Regions from separate parts of the Gossypium hirsutum genome. Here region 2 is linked to region 1. The links are chromatin contacts, called in public Hi-C maps. All regions are on one chromosome and are shown on one strand. The core of a region is the stretch at or near the end of the contact, and the rest is flanking DNA. Distances in the headings are between cores, read along the strand shown. Region 1 overlaps LOC107913449. Region 2 holds the start of LOC107913448 (probable LRR receptor-like serine/threonine-protein kinase At5g10290).

The links. A called contact is a pair of places that touch in the nucleus more often than the background predicts.
Region 2: a contact with region 1 is called in a Hi-C map of hypocotyl, with 2.4 times the contacts expected there. The contact joins the promoter of LOC107913448 here to the enhancer-like site in region 1. A contact is called at or near these places in 5 of 34 Hi-C or Micro-C datasets (anther, callus, hypocotyl and 2 more).

What each region holds. Positions count from the first base shown.
Region 1 is chrD11:34,377,557-34,383,671 of Gossypium_hirsutum_v2.1, reverse strand. LOC107913449 reads right to left here. Exons shown (of 3, transcript XM_016842026.2): 1 at 5,708-6,115; 2 at 5,528-5,572; 3 at 5,126-5,445. The coding sequence starts at 5,898. The coding sequence ends at 5,349. Among protein-coding and RNA genes, the nearest start is that of LOC107913449, 3.3 kb to the right of the region's middle. Within about 2 kb of position 3,426, at least 5 of the 9 cell types and tissues checked have an H3K27ac peak or open chromatin away from gene starts, as enhancers often do.
Region 2 is chrD11:34,431,029-34,437,143 of Gossypium_hirsutum_v2.1, reverse strand. LOC107913448 (probable LRR receptor-like serine/threonine-protein kinase At5g10290) reads right to left here and starts at 2,803. Exons shown (of 12, transcript XM_016842025.2): 1 at 2,252-2,803; 2 at 870-1,012; 3 at 1-111. The coding sequence starts at 948.

The DNA.
Region 1 (6,115 bases), core at 2,177-4,676:
AATATAATATATATCATTCTCTTAAACCACTAGAAAAATAAATGTTCACTCCAAAAGTTCAAAATTGAAATCTTTAAACCAATCTATAATATATATATACATATACATATATAAAAGCACGAGTTTGGAAAAAATTTAACTGATTGGAATACCTTTATTTTTCATCATATTACTAAATTAAATTTAAAAATATTTTAGAATGATTAGTTAAGACACTTGTGCAAATTTTAAAATATAGTTATCATTTGAAGACAACTCTATGAAAAAATTTGTAATTATAATTTACAATTATTAGTTAAAAAATTGAGGTAAAAAAGTTATTGGGAATATTTTATTTTTTTTAAATTATGCTAATTTTATTGATGTAAAATAGATATATTATTTTAATATAATTCTAAGCATCTTAATTATCACTTAATTAATATTAGAGTTATATACCAATTAAATTTTAAGTTTAAGTTTATAAATAACATCTAGTAGTTAAAAATATTCAATCAAGTAGCATTTAAGAAAAATTATACGTAAAAAAATTGAAGATTATTAAAGTTAGAATTGTATAAAAAATAATGAAGCATTGAAGCAATAATTTTTCAAAGAGGTAATATCGAAACATATTCGAACAACAATAGCATAAAAGAGAAAAATGTTTCGTGGATTTGTTTTGAAAGAAAGTCAAATTTTATCAATTATTTTTTAATCACTATTATTAAATGTATTTATTCATTTAGTGTAAATATTTTTTGTATTTATAATGAAATATTATTATAATTTTTGTATGTTACTTTCTCTAATTTTTTGTTTTATTAATTATAGTTTACTATAGTTAACAATATTTTAAAAGTATTATTTAAAAAAAGATTTGGTGGTTTTAATAATTTAGAAAAGTCTGCTACCCTAGCATGCAACTTTTGCCCTCTCTGGCATGTTTTTTAAGTTTTCTTGTTTTCGTCTCCTGTTTGTTTGACGGCGGCGTTCTATCAAGTCCTCTCTATTCCTCTAGAAAAGTGATACTCACGTTTGGGATTTCTACCTGAATTCATGGAAACTGAATTAGTTGGATTAACTCTCAATGAAGAAGAAGAAGCAGTCCTACAAATACAACTAGAGCCGAATACGGAAAAAGGAGGTGGGGGCTTTTCGGCTGATGGGGTGTTTCCTAACAACTAGCATTATTCACTTCCCAACAATGAAAAGTATTATGGTGAATCTATGGCATCCTGTTCGGGGTGTTCAAATCCAAGATCTGGGGGAGAAAAGGTTTTTGTTTCAATTTTTTCATGTCATGGATATGGAAAGGGTTTTGAAAGGGTCTCCATGGACTTTTAACAACCACTTGTTGGTGTTATACAAGCTGCAATGGGGGGAGGATCCATTAAAAGTTCCCTTAATTTTGACAACTTTCTAGGTATAGATTCATGATGTTCCTACTAGTTTTTTCTTTGAGAATTTGGCAATGCAATTGGGTAATTTCATAGGGAAATTTATGGAGTATGATGGGTCAAATCTAGGGAAAGAAAATTAAAACTTTATGAGAATAAAAGTCCAAATCGATATACGGCGCCCTTTGAAAAGAAAGAAGTAGGTTATCTTTTGTGGAAAATGCTCATATGTCAGATTTAAGTATGAAAGATTGTCACTCTTCTGTTTCTACTGTGGTCGATTAGGCCATAATGATTCTTTTTGTGAAGTAAAAATGGCGTTAGGAGCGGAAATTGCTGAAATGGGTTGGGATTTATTGTTGCGAGCACAATCTTGAAGAGCTTTAGCAATGAACAATGTCTAGTTACGTGAGGAAGGTAAGGTAAAACTGGGTGGAAATCGTGAGGATAGTCAAGTACTAGGAAACAGTCTATGGGACGTAGGAAAAAAATAGGGTGTGGAAAGGCTATTGATCCAGTTTTAGGATTTAATTTGGAAGGGGACCGTCCTTTTCAGGTCAATGGAGGGAAAATTCCTTGGTAGATCAAGTTCAAACTGCTATGGATCATGATCTGGAAGATGGTGTTTTAATTGGAGCTGAAGGGAAAAAGAGAGCTAGGGGGAGATTAAAAAATTAACAGCCAGGGAAGTGATCAATACTTTGGCGGTAAGGAATAGGAGAATGTTGGAAATTAACCATTTATCATCGGCGGCTGCCAAGAGGCAAGCCGACCAGGCGCAAAAAAAATTTTAAGTTGGAATGTCCGTGGTTTGAAGAGCCCAGGATAGTTCGAAGACTTCAGCATTCGCTGAAGGTCTATAACCCCCAGATGGTCTTCTTTATGGAGACAAAGCTTTGTAGAAGTCAGATGGAAAGAGTTTGCCGAAGTTGTGGTTATGCGAATGGTATTGAAGTTGGTTTAGATGGCACTAGAGAAGGGTGTGTTTGGCATGGAGAAATGATTTTAGTATCATATTTCAGAATTTTTTTAAAAGGCATATTGATGTGATAATTGAAGATAATGAAGTAAAGAATAAATAGAGATGCACAGGTTTTTATGGAACCCCTTATGCACAGGATAGAGATGACTAATGGGTTGTTTTAAAAAAATTATATAACGATGAAGGGATTCCTTGGTTTGCATGTGGAGATTTTAATGAAATCATGTATGGCTTTGAAAAAAAAAAGGAGGGTTGCCTAAAGATGAAAGAAGAATGGAAATTTTTTTAAATGTGTTGGAAGATTGTCACTTGATGGATGTGGGGTATTCTGGTAATTGGTTTACATGGGAGAGAGGTAATTTTCTAGAAACAAAAATCCAAGAACGATTGCATAAAGGTGTGGCAAACGAGGAATAGATGACCATGTTTCCTAAGGTAACAATTCAACATCTAGTACATTCTTTCTCTGATCATTGTCCTCTTCTAATTAATACGAAAATGGAAGACAAATGGTTCAATGGAAAGATATTTAAGTTTGAAGCTTGGTGGGTTATAGAGAACTCGTTCGCCCATGAAGTAAAATACATTTGGGAAATGTCATTAGGGAACTTGTTGCAAAAGCTGGATAACATAAAAAAGGGTTTGGAAAGATGGGCTAGTCGAATATGAATAAATAGAAAGAGGAGAAAGGAGTTTTTAACAGTAAAATTTTCAGAGTTGATAGGAGCTGAAAGGGATGATAATAGTTTGGTTGAGATGATTGATGCGAAGATCCAACTGAAATTTGAGATTGAAAAGGACGAACGCTACTAAAAACAAAGAGCTCGAGTGAACTGGTTGAAATTTAAAGATAGGAATACAACATTTTTTCATAGCCAAGCAACACAGCGTTGGAGAAAAAATTTAATTCATAAACTGCAAAATGAAGAATGAAGGGAAACGGAGGTCCTATAGGAAATGGAGGGTATTTCGAGATCTTATTTTCAAAATTAATTTTCGACAGGAGAAAGGAGAAATTATGATCATTTACGCTATGTCTCTAAGGAAGATAACCAAAGACTTCCGGTGCAATAGACAAAGGAAGAGATTCGAGAGGCGGTGTTTGAGATGGGGCCCATAAAAGCACTAGAGGAAGACGGATTCTCAGCTTTATTTTATCAGAAGTACTGGCATATTATCGGAGAAGATGTCACCTCTTTTTGTCTACAACTTCTTAATGGAGGTATGGAGGTTAGCTCAATTAATTCCACGCATATTGTGCTTATCTCAAAAATTGCCAATCCTTCTAATATGAAACATTTTTGACCAATTAGTTTATGCAACGCAATATATAAAGTATTGGAAAAGGCTATAGCAAATCTGCTTAGAGAAGTTATTGAAAAATGCCTCGATGTTGCACAGAGTGCTTTTGTGCCAAGTAGGTTAATATCGGATAATGTGTTATTGGATCATGAAATATTACATACGCTAAAACAGAAGAAATTAGGGAAAAGGGGGTTTATAGCGATAAAATTAAACATGAGTAAGGCATATGATAAGGTCGAGTGGAGTTTTGTTAAAGAGATAGTAGTGCGAACGGGTTTTGCTCCAAATTGGATTGAAACTCTCATGAAATGTGTGACCACTGTCTCATATTCAGTAGTCGTTAATGGTCATGCTGGAGAAAATTTTCGTCCAACTAGAGGACTTCGACAGGGTGACCCATTGAGTCCGTTTTTATTTTTAATATATGGATAGGGTTTATCTTGTCTCATGCGACTTGTAACAAGGAAAGGGTTATTGAAAGGAGTTAAGGTTAGTAGGAGCGGTCCACAAGTATCGCACCTGTTATTTGCAGATAGTTGTATTTTATTTGGGGAGGCAACAAATAGAGGAGCTACTTTACTCAAGGGAATCCTAGGTGAGTATAGAATTTGTTCGGGTCAGTGTGTTAATTTTGATAAATCAACTGTCTTTTTTAGTAGAAACACATCAGAAGATAGACTTTTGGTTGTCAATATATTGGGGGTACGCAGCTCAAGTGACCCAGAATGCTACCTAGGCTTGCCTAATATAGTCGGAAGAAGGAAAAGGGAGTCTTTTCAAAATTTAAAGGATCGGATGAAGAAGCGCATCGATAATTGGAGTGTTAGACACCTCTCTCAAGGTGGGAAAGAAGTGTTCATAAAGGCTATTCTCCAATCCATACCGACCTACACAATGGCTTGTTTCCTATTACCCAAATCGTTATGTGCTGATCTAGAGAGTATTATTGCGAATTTCTAGTGGCAGAAGGGACATGGTAAGAGGGGAATACACTGGTGTGCTTGGTGAAATCTTTGCATCTTAAAAGAGAATGGTGGTTTAGGTTTTCAAAATCTCGGACAGTTTAATATTGTGTTATTAGCCAAGCAAGGCTGACGTCTTATTAATTACCCAAATTCTTTGTTAGCTAGAGTTCTAAAAGCTAAATACTATCCGCACTCGAATTTTATTAATGCACAGTTAGGAAATCTACCTTCGTTTACCTAGAAAAGTGTTTGGGCGGCAAAGGGTCTCCTGTAAAGTGGCCTGTACTGGAAGGTTTGTAGAGGGAATGAGATTTCTGTTTGGGACAACTGATGGATTTAGGGAATTGATACAGATAGATAGAACAACAGAACCGACAATGAAGAAATCAAGTTAGTTTCGGATCTAATTGATATCACAAATAATACTTCGAAGGCGGATTTAATAAACAATACCTTTCAAGTGGACATAGCTCAGAAAATTTTGCAGATTCCTCTAGCGAAAACAGTTCATGATGACTTCCAAGTGTAGAAAGGAGAACCCACTGGTGAATTCTCAGTTTGAAGCGCCTATAAACTATTACAAGATGCTAACTTGGGTCCTAGTAATTACTTAATAAAGGCCAAAATTAAGGATTTTACAAGAAACTATAGAATCTACAGCTACCATAAAAAATTACAATCATAATATGGCGAAGTTCCTGGAACTACATCCCTACCCTAATAAATCTCAGACATAAACGAGTGGCCACGAATGTTATATGTCCTCTCTGTTGTACTTGGAAAGAAGATAGTTATCATGTCTTTCAACAATACCCTACAATAATAGAGGTATGGCAAAATTTAAACCTCTCTTGGGTCATAAATAACACGATTCAAAGCTTTTGAGAGTGGCTTACCTAGGTTTTCGAGAGGGGTACTTGTAAACAGTGCCGACTTTTTTGCTGTACTTTATGGTCAATTTGGAGTTCAAGGAATCAGTTAGTACATGAGGGGAAAAACACGACAGAAAGGGAATTATCATAGAGAATACAAAGGTATATGGCAGAGTTGGATGGTTTGGGAAAAAGGAAGATTACCTTAAATGTGGATAGAAGCCATAGACAACGAGAAGAGAACACGAGGGTGACGATTCAGTTTGATATAGCTTTTGACAAAAGAAACTCCAAATAGGCTTTGGGTCTGGTGGTTCGGGGTCTGATGGGCGAGATTCTAGCATCGAAGATTGTCCTTCATAATAACGTTTTATCTCCGTTTGCAACAGAAGCATATGTAGGATTACAGGCCATTACGTTAGGAATTTCAATTGGTATACTCTCAGTGGCAATCATGGGGGACTCACGAGCAGTCATCAAGAAATGCCAAACAAAAAAACCAGATAAACCAGCTATTGGGGCTATTATTAAGGATATTTAAAGCAAAAAATCTCGTTTTCAAGAAATTAATTTTCAGTTTATTCACAGATCAGAAAATGTTTATGCCCATAA
Region 2 (6,115 bases), core at 1,554-4,053, 54 kb before region 1:
AATCACACATAACATATGACCAAGTGCAAGGGTTAACTTGATTTTGATTCCAATCTGCCAATTGAGTGGGTGAAGCTTGGAGCGAACTCCTCAATGTAAATAAAGCATCTCCTGAAACAGATGACTTGGATATTTATAATCCAGTTAAGCAAACAAATAACCCCTCCGGCAAACCCAAACCTAAAGGATTAGTGCCTAAAATCAATAGAAGTATGAAAATAAATATGATTATAAAGGAATTTCATCTCAGTATACCACACAAACATGCACTCATGCATGGACCTCCATATGCCTCTATATAGAAGCCAGGTTATGCACCACATGATCTTATCAATTATCATCACTATTATTCAGACAAAAATCAGCCCAAGTTCCTCAAGAAATCTCAAACTCAACCCAGCCATATTTCAGTCAAGGAAATAAAGTGTCAAATAGTTTGATCAAAAACATATATAAGCAGCCAAGTCTAGAGGCCTCAATTAGTCAAATCTGACTGATAGCAGTTGATGGACAATACGGATGTAGGTCTCATTGAGCAAGAAGAAATGATTCAGGGATCTTATTGTTCCGTTTGAGCTAATTGTCTGAATAGTATCTTCCCTTCGTATCTAAATACTTTAGCATGAATAAAGACTCAAAACTCCAAGGTATATAGTGTTATGAGAAAATTAACTAGATCATAAAAACTCCAAATTAATTATTGTTAAGAAAATTTTAATTAGATCATGACTTGAGTGGACACACATGCGCACAAATGCATATTTTGGACAATGTCTATGATCAAATTTAACACACTAAGTGAAATCCTCAAAATAATTTACTTTGGAAACTTCAGGACTAAATGTTTGATACAAAAAAAAACTATGTACCTTGTAAATCAGCTGATACAAAAGAGAGCAAGTAAGTGAATATAAGAATTCCAAGAAGAAATTCCATCTTCAGCAACATCAACCCCAATGATCAACGCAACGAAATACAAAATCTTTTATGAGCATACAAATGACTTCCATCTCTGCCAAAAATTGTAAATACAAGGCACATAACACAATTAGCAAATCCAGTCAGCTGTTTCTTCAAACCTTGAGTTTCCTAAAGTACCCAAATTCGAACACATTATCCTACATCTGAAAACAGGTTTCAGAATATGTACAAGCAAATACTAGCATGCTCATTCCCACTCACACATGAATCAGAGCATCATAGGAAATAATATCAATATTGTAAAGAGAGAAAGCAAAAGAAAAAGCTCCAATACTAACAATTTCGTTTAAGGACAACAGCCACCTCTTGTTCTCTTGACTCTCGTCAAGAATTTTCAGCATGGCAAGCAATTCTCTTCTTTTTGGTTTATTACCAACATTTCAGTAACATCTTTTACAAAATTTCACAACCATCATTTTTATTAAGTTCTAGGTTTGGTGAACAAAAACTTTATAATGAAAAAAATATCTTAGAACTTCGACTTTGTCTCACAGAGCAGTTCCTTTTTGGTAGTATGGAGATTATGAAACTAAAAAGAATCCAACAGGAAACAAGAGAGGAGAAAATGATTCCCACAGAACTAGACATGAACAGGTTAATAACCCAATGTGTAGGTTCCCAAAAGACCATTACACCTCTTTGAAAAATTACTCTCGCAAGCAAGTAAAGTGTCTTTTTCTTGCATGCTAAAATTCTTTTATTTGATTCAAAATGCATGAAAAGGAAAAATCAATATTAGGCTAGACTCTAGAGACAGCCGAGGAGAAAATTATAAAGAATCTTCACATAATTTCAAGAATGGTGAAATAAAACATAATGCCAATAAAACTGTAAATTCATCTAAACCTGGTTTTACTGCAGAGAAAGAAAAACCAAACAACAGCCCAGTAAGCTCAAAACTCAAAAGGTCCCTTTCCAGGATGCAGAACAGTAAAAGCAGTTTTTAACATTCAGTACCAGGCAAATAAATGCAGAACTACCCCAGGACAATTCCAATTCAAACAACAAAAAATAATAAACAAATGGATAAGAAAGCAGTCAAAGCACAGCCAAATGGTTCACATAACTGAAAGAAAATGAATAGAGGAATTCAACAATAGAGTTACAACTTTCAAAACCCAACATCAAAAAATTAATAATAACAATAATAATTTAACCAAAAATCCAGACAGGAAAGCAATAAGAGGTCAGTCAGTAAACAAAACTCAAATCTTAGACTCGAGAAAAAAAACCTACACCTTGGGTAGGACATAGGAAGAATATAACTTACCTTAAGAAAGGAATCAGATTGGAAAAGAAAAAAAGATGGGTACTTCCATTTCTTATGGATGATGAGATTTGAAAGTGGAAGAATCAAACTTTGATTCTCGTGAATTAAAAGGAATCAACTTGCTTAGTGAAAGGAAAGATAGTATATTTGTTTTGAGTTATTTTTTAAAGAGAATGACAAGATTTGTCTTTTTGCTCTTTGCTCTTCTCCAATCCCCTCTCAGTCTTCTTCTTCCCTTTATGCCTTATTATTCTATTGTTTTTTACTTTGGGTGGGATATACAGACTTCCAAAAGGAAACTCTGCAATAATTACTCTTTCTCTTTCCTCTCAAGGTGACTTTGAATTGACTAGTAAGGAGTGAAATACAATGTACAGCTACATGGTTACTGCTGCTTCAACCATGTTGTAACCTGTTGACAAATCTAAAACATGTGGATTGGAAAAACGACATCATTTATTAATAAACCAGATATGACAGCAAACTTCAAACAGCACATGCTTAGATTGCCTAAAAACAGGGTTGGAACCGCCGCCAGATTATCATTTTGCCTACTCAATATTTTAAAATCCTTAAAATGAATGCATATCACTTTTGAGAGGAATAAAAAAAAATCATACTATTTAAAACATAATATGATTTATTGGTGGTGTTTATTTTTTAAGAATAATTTCAATTCAACTGAAAAATAATATCTCATTTATTTTGAAAATATTATAATGATTAAAAATTTTAGTAAGAGTCTGTGCATTGTATGGATGATGGATCAATTAAAAATTTAAAGAGAAAACAAAAATTACTGTTGAATAATTAATGGATAATGATAAACAGGCTTTTTTAATAAAAAATAATATTTTTTACTTCTGTTTTCGTCAGACCAAGAGAAAGAATGTCTCTTCGATTTAAAATAAAAATAAATTTATTTGTTTAACTTTTTTCATATTTTTCAATTTTCATCTAATAATGAAACTGATAATTATTTAGAATCCTAATTCCACAGAAGTTGTTACGGATGTTTTAATCAATATTTAAAATATTAATGGTTTTTTTCTTTATTCTCAAATTATTGTCATCTTCTGTGCAAAGAAAACAGGAAGAGAGAGACCCAAGACAATGGGGAAATTTGGATGTTTGTCATCTTCACTGAATTTTTGAAAAATATCTATTTTTTTTAAAGAGTTATTGGATTAGGCTATTTTTTATCGTTGAAGAAAATAGTTGTCGGAGAAAACGCTTATGATTATTAGGGGTCTCTTAATACTTGACAAGTCACGAAACCTTATTTATTTAAGGTGACTTCTAAAACTCGCCGATTTAGTTGGGGGTCTGTCGTGTTGACGATGTTGTACTGAGAGATATGATAGGCGACGAACCACAAAAAATCAAAATTGGTGGTTGCATGTTACTATTGTAATTATGGGCATGGTACCGGCTGCTATTTTTACATCTTCGAGCGAACTACCCTTATATATTCCCACTTGTAACAAAGTAAAATTCATTAGATAATATATTTACCATAATAAAATTATTTAAATTTTAAATTATTGTGTCAACATATTATTTCAATAGGTGGAACCATAGGCTGAGTTACATGGGACTATCGGATGAGCTTCGAGATATTCGACTTCTGTTAGACCAACGATCGAAAGTGGAGGTATGTATTTTTTAAAATTTGAATTATATAATATTAACGTAGTTAATTTAAAAATTAGTAGTATATATATAACTAAAAATTTTATTATTTTAATATAGCTTGAATGGACGTCATACTCCGATCCGAAAATTCAAGAATGCATCTCGCCCGAATTCTTAGTGAATCCCAACATCTAGCACGTGAAGGTGTCATTGGTTGTGTACGCTACTGTGGAGATGCACGAGTCGGATGAAGTATTGCGACAGTTAGGGTTTAGGCAAACAATTCCACCAGCACCCCAAGACATCGAAGATCTACAACATATCAACTTGCGAGGGAGAACAAATTAGCATTGGCCTACATTCCACGTGCAATATATCAACATTTGGAACAATAGGTACAAGTTTTTACCTACTCACGAGGCAATTTCCGCTACAAAGTTAGCCTGCTATTCGGAGTACATGTCATGGTTTAAGATCCGTGACAAGCCATATCTACTTGCGGAAGAGGCGAGGGGTAGGTAACTGCATACAAGGAGGCCATGACGAGAACCTAGGCATCCAAGGTCTGGCGGAGCTTTTTAGGCACGTCCATTGTCTACACCTACGCAAGAACCAACACCGATAGCCGCACCACCCCCCAGTCAGTATGACTTAACTTATTCTAGTGGTTATACTAACCCCATCATTTTTACACAAGCACCACATATTGCACCATATTTTTCTACTTCTACTTCTACTTCGATGCCAAATTTTGTTTTTGGACCTCTATCCCCGACATATTGCACGCCAATGTCAATGACATTTCAGACGATGACGATGTAGACAACAACATATAGGTCATCTATGTTTGGGGCACCGATCAGAAGTCCGATCATTATGCCATTGGTGTATGGGACACAATATAGTTATACCATTACGCTAATGGTGTCGCAAACACCTCCTAGATCATTGTTCTACCAAGTTGGACAATCTTCGCAACCACCTATTCCTAGAACGAAGGATACACGATGACAACCGAGGAGCAACCGATCACAATCAACTACGGATGAAGGCGAATAATATAAGAAGCCAAGACCACAACCTGTACCGAAGGTTGAACCAAGAAAGAATCTAGCTCACAGTTGTCGACCACCCCGATTTGGCACACATTCTGATCGGGGATTAGATTGATTTTTTTTTACTTATGTAAAATTTTAAATAAATATGAAATGTGTTTATTGTATCGATGTTATACATCCTTATGTTTTTAAATAAATATATTTTTTGCAACAAAATTGGTTGTCGTTGTCATTTCATATTATTAAATCAAGTCTGGACGGGAACAATGGAACAAAGATGTATATTTTATTTATTTGTATGGTATAATAAAAATGTGTGTTTACAAATTACAAAAAAATTTGATTATGAATGAAAAAATAAACAAATAGATTGTAGTTTAAAAACTTAATAAATAGGTTAAAAATTTAATAAATCTGTTAATAGGGTATTGTCCTTATATCATCTTATTAACGTGGACATGACAACATTGTATGCCTTGGGTTTCTACATCACTCGCATAACCTCGGTTGGTTTGTCTTCTCCCGAATATCTATGTTGTCGCGTATCTGAGTCGATGTCAATCGACCTTTTTGTTTGAGACACAATGATCTATCGAGTAACAACTTGAATGGAGCACTTAATATCGGCAGCTACATACGTTCATCTAAGGCCTGTGGGAATACATTTCTCCACACGTTATACATGTGTTCTAATTTGTACACTTCATTCATAAAGCTCATATGATCTAAACGATGATTGTTACATCTGCAATTGCATAAGCACATGGAAAACAAAGTGTGCCAAATCTTCCACAATCGCAGGTTTGTTATATCATGTGTACACGATACGCTTCTCCAACAATTCCTTGGTCCAATCTATCGAACTCCATAACCCGAAACAATAAGTCTTCACACGAGTGACACACTAGATGCATACAGTTCGTTCATGTTGTAGCCTTCTTAATTTTTTTTCATTACATCCTCGCTTCAGACATGGCCGCCTTTCAATATGGAAAAAGTTTATCCAAACGAAAATATATTTCTTTGATAACCAAGTTTATTGGCAAATAATGTGTTCCCTTCAATATGGAATTGATGTATTCCGCCAGGTTTGTCGTCATGTGTCCATATCGTAGACCCACGTTATACGATTATGTCCACTAATGAAGGGTATTTTGGAAAGGTACCTCGC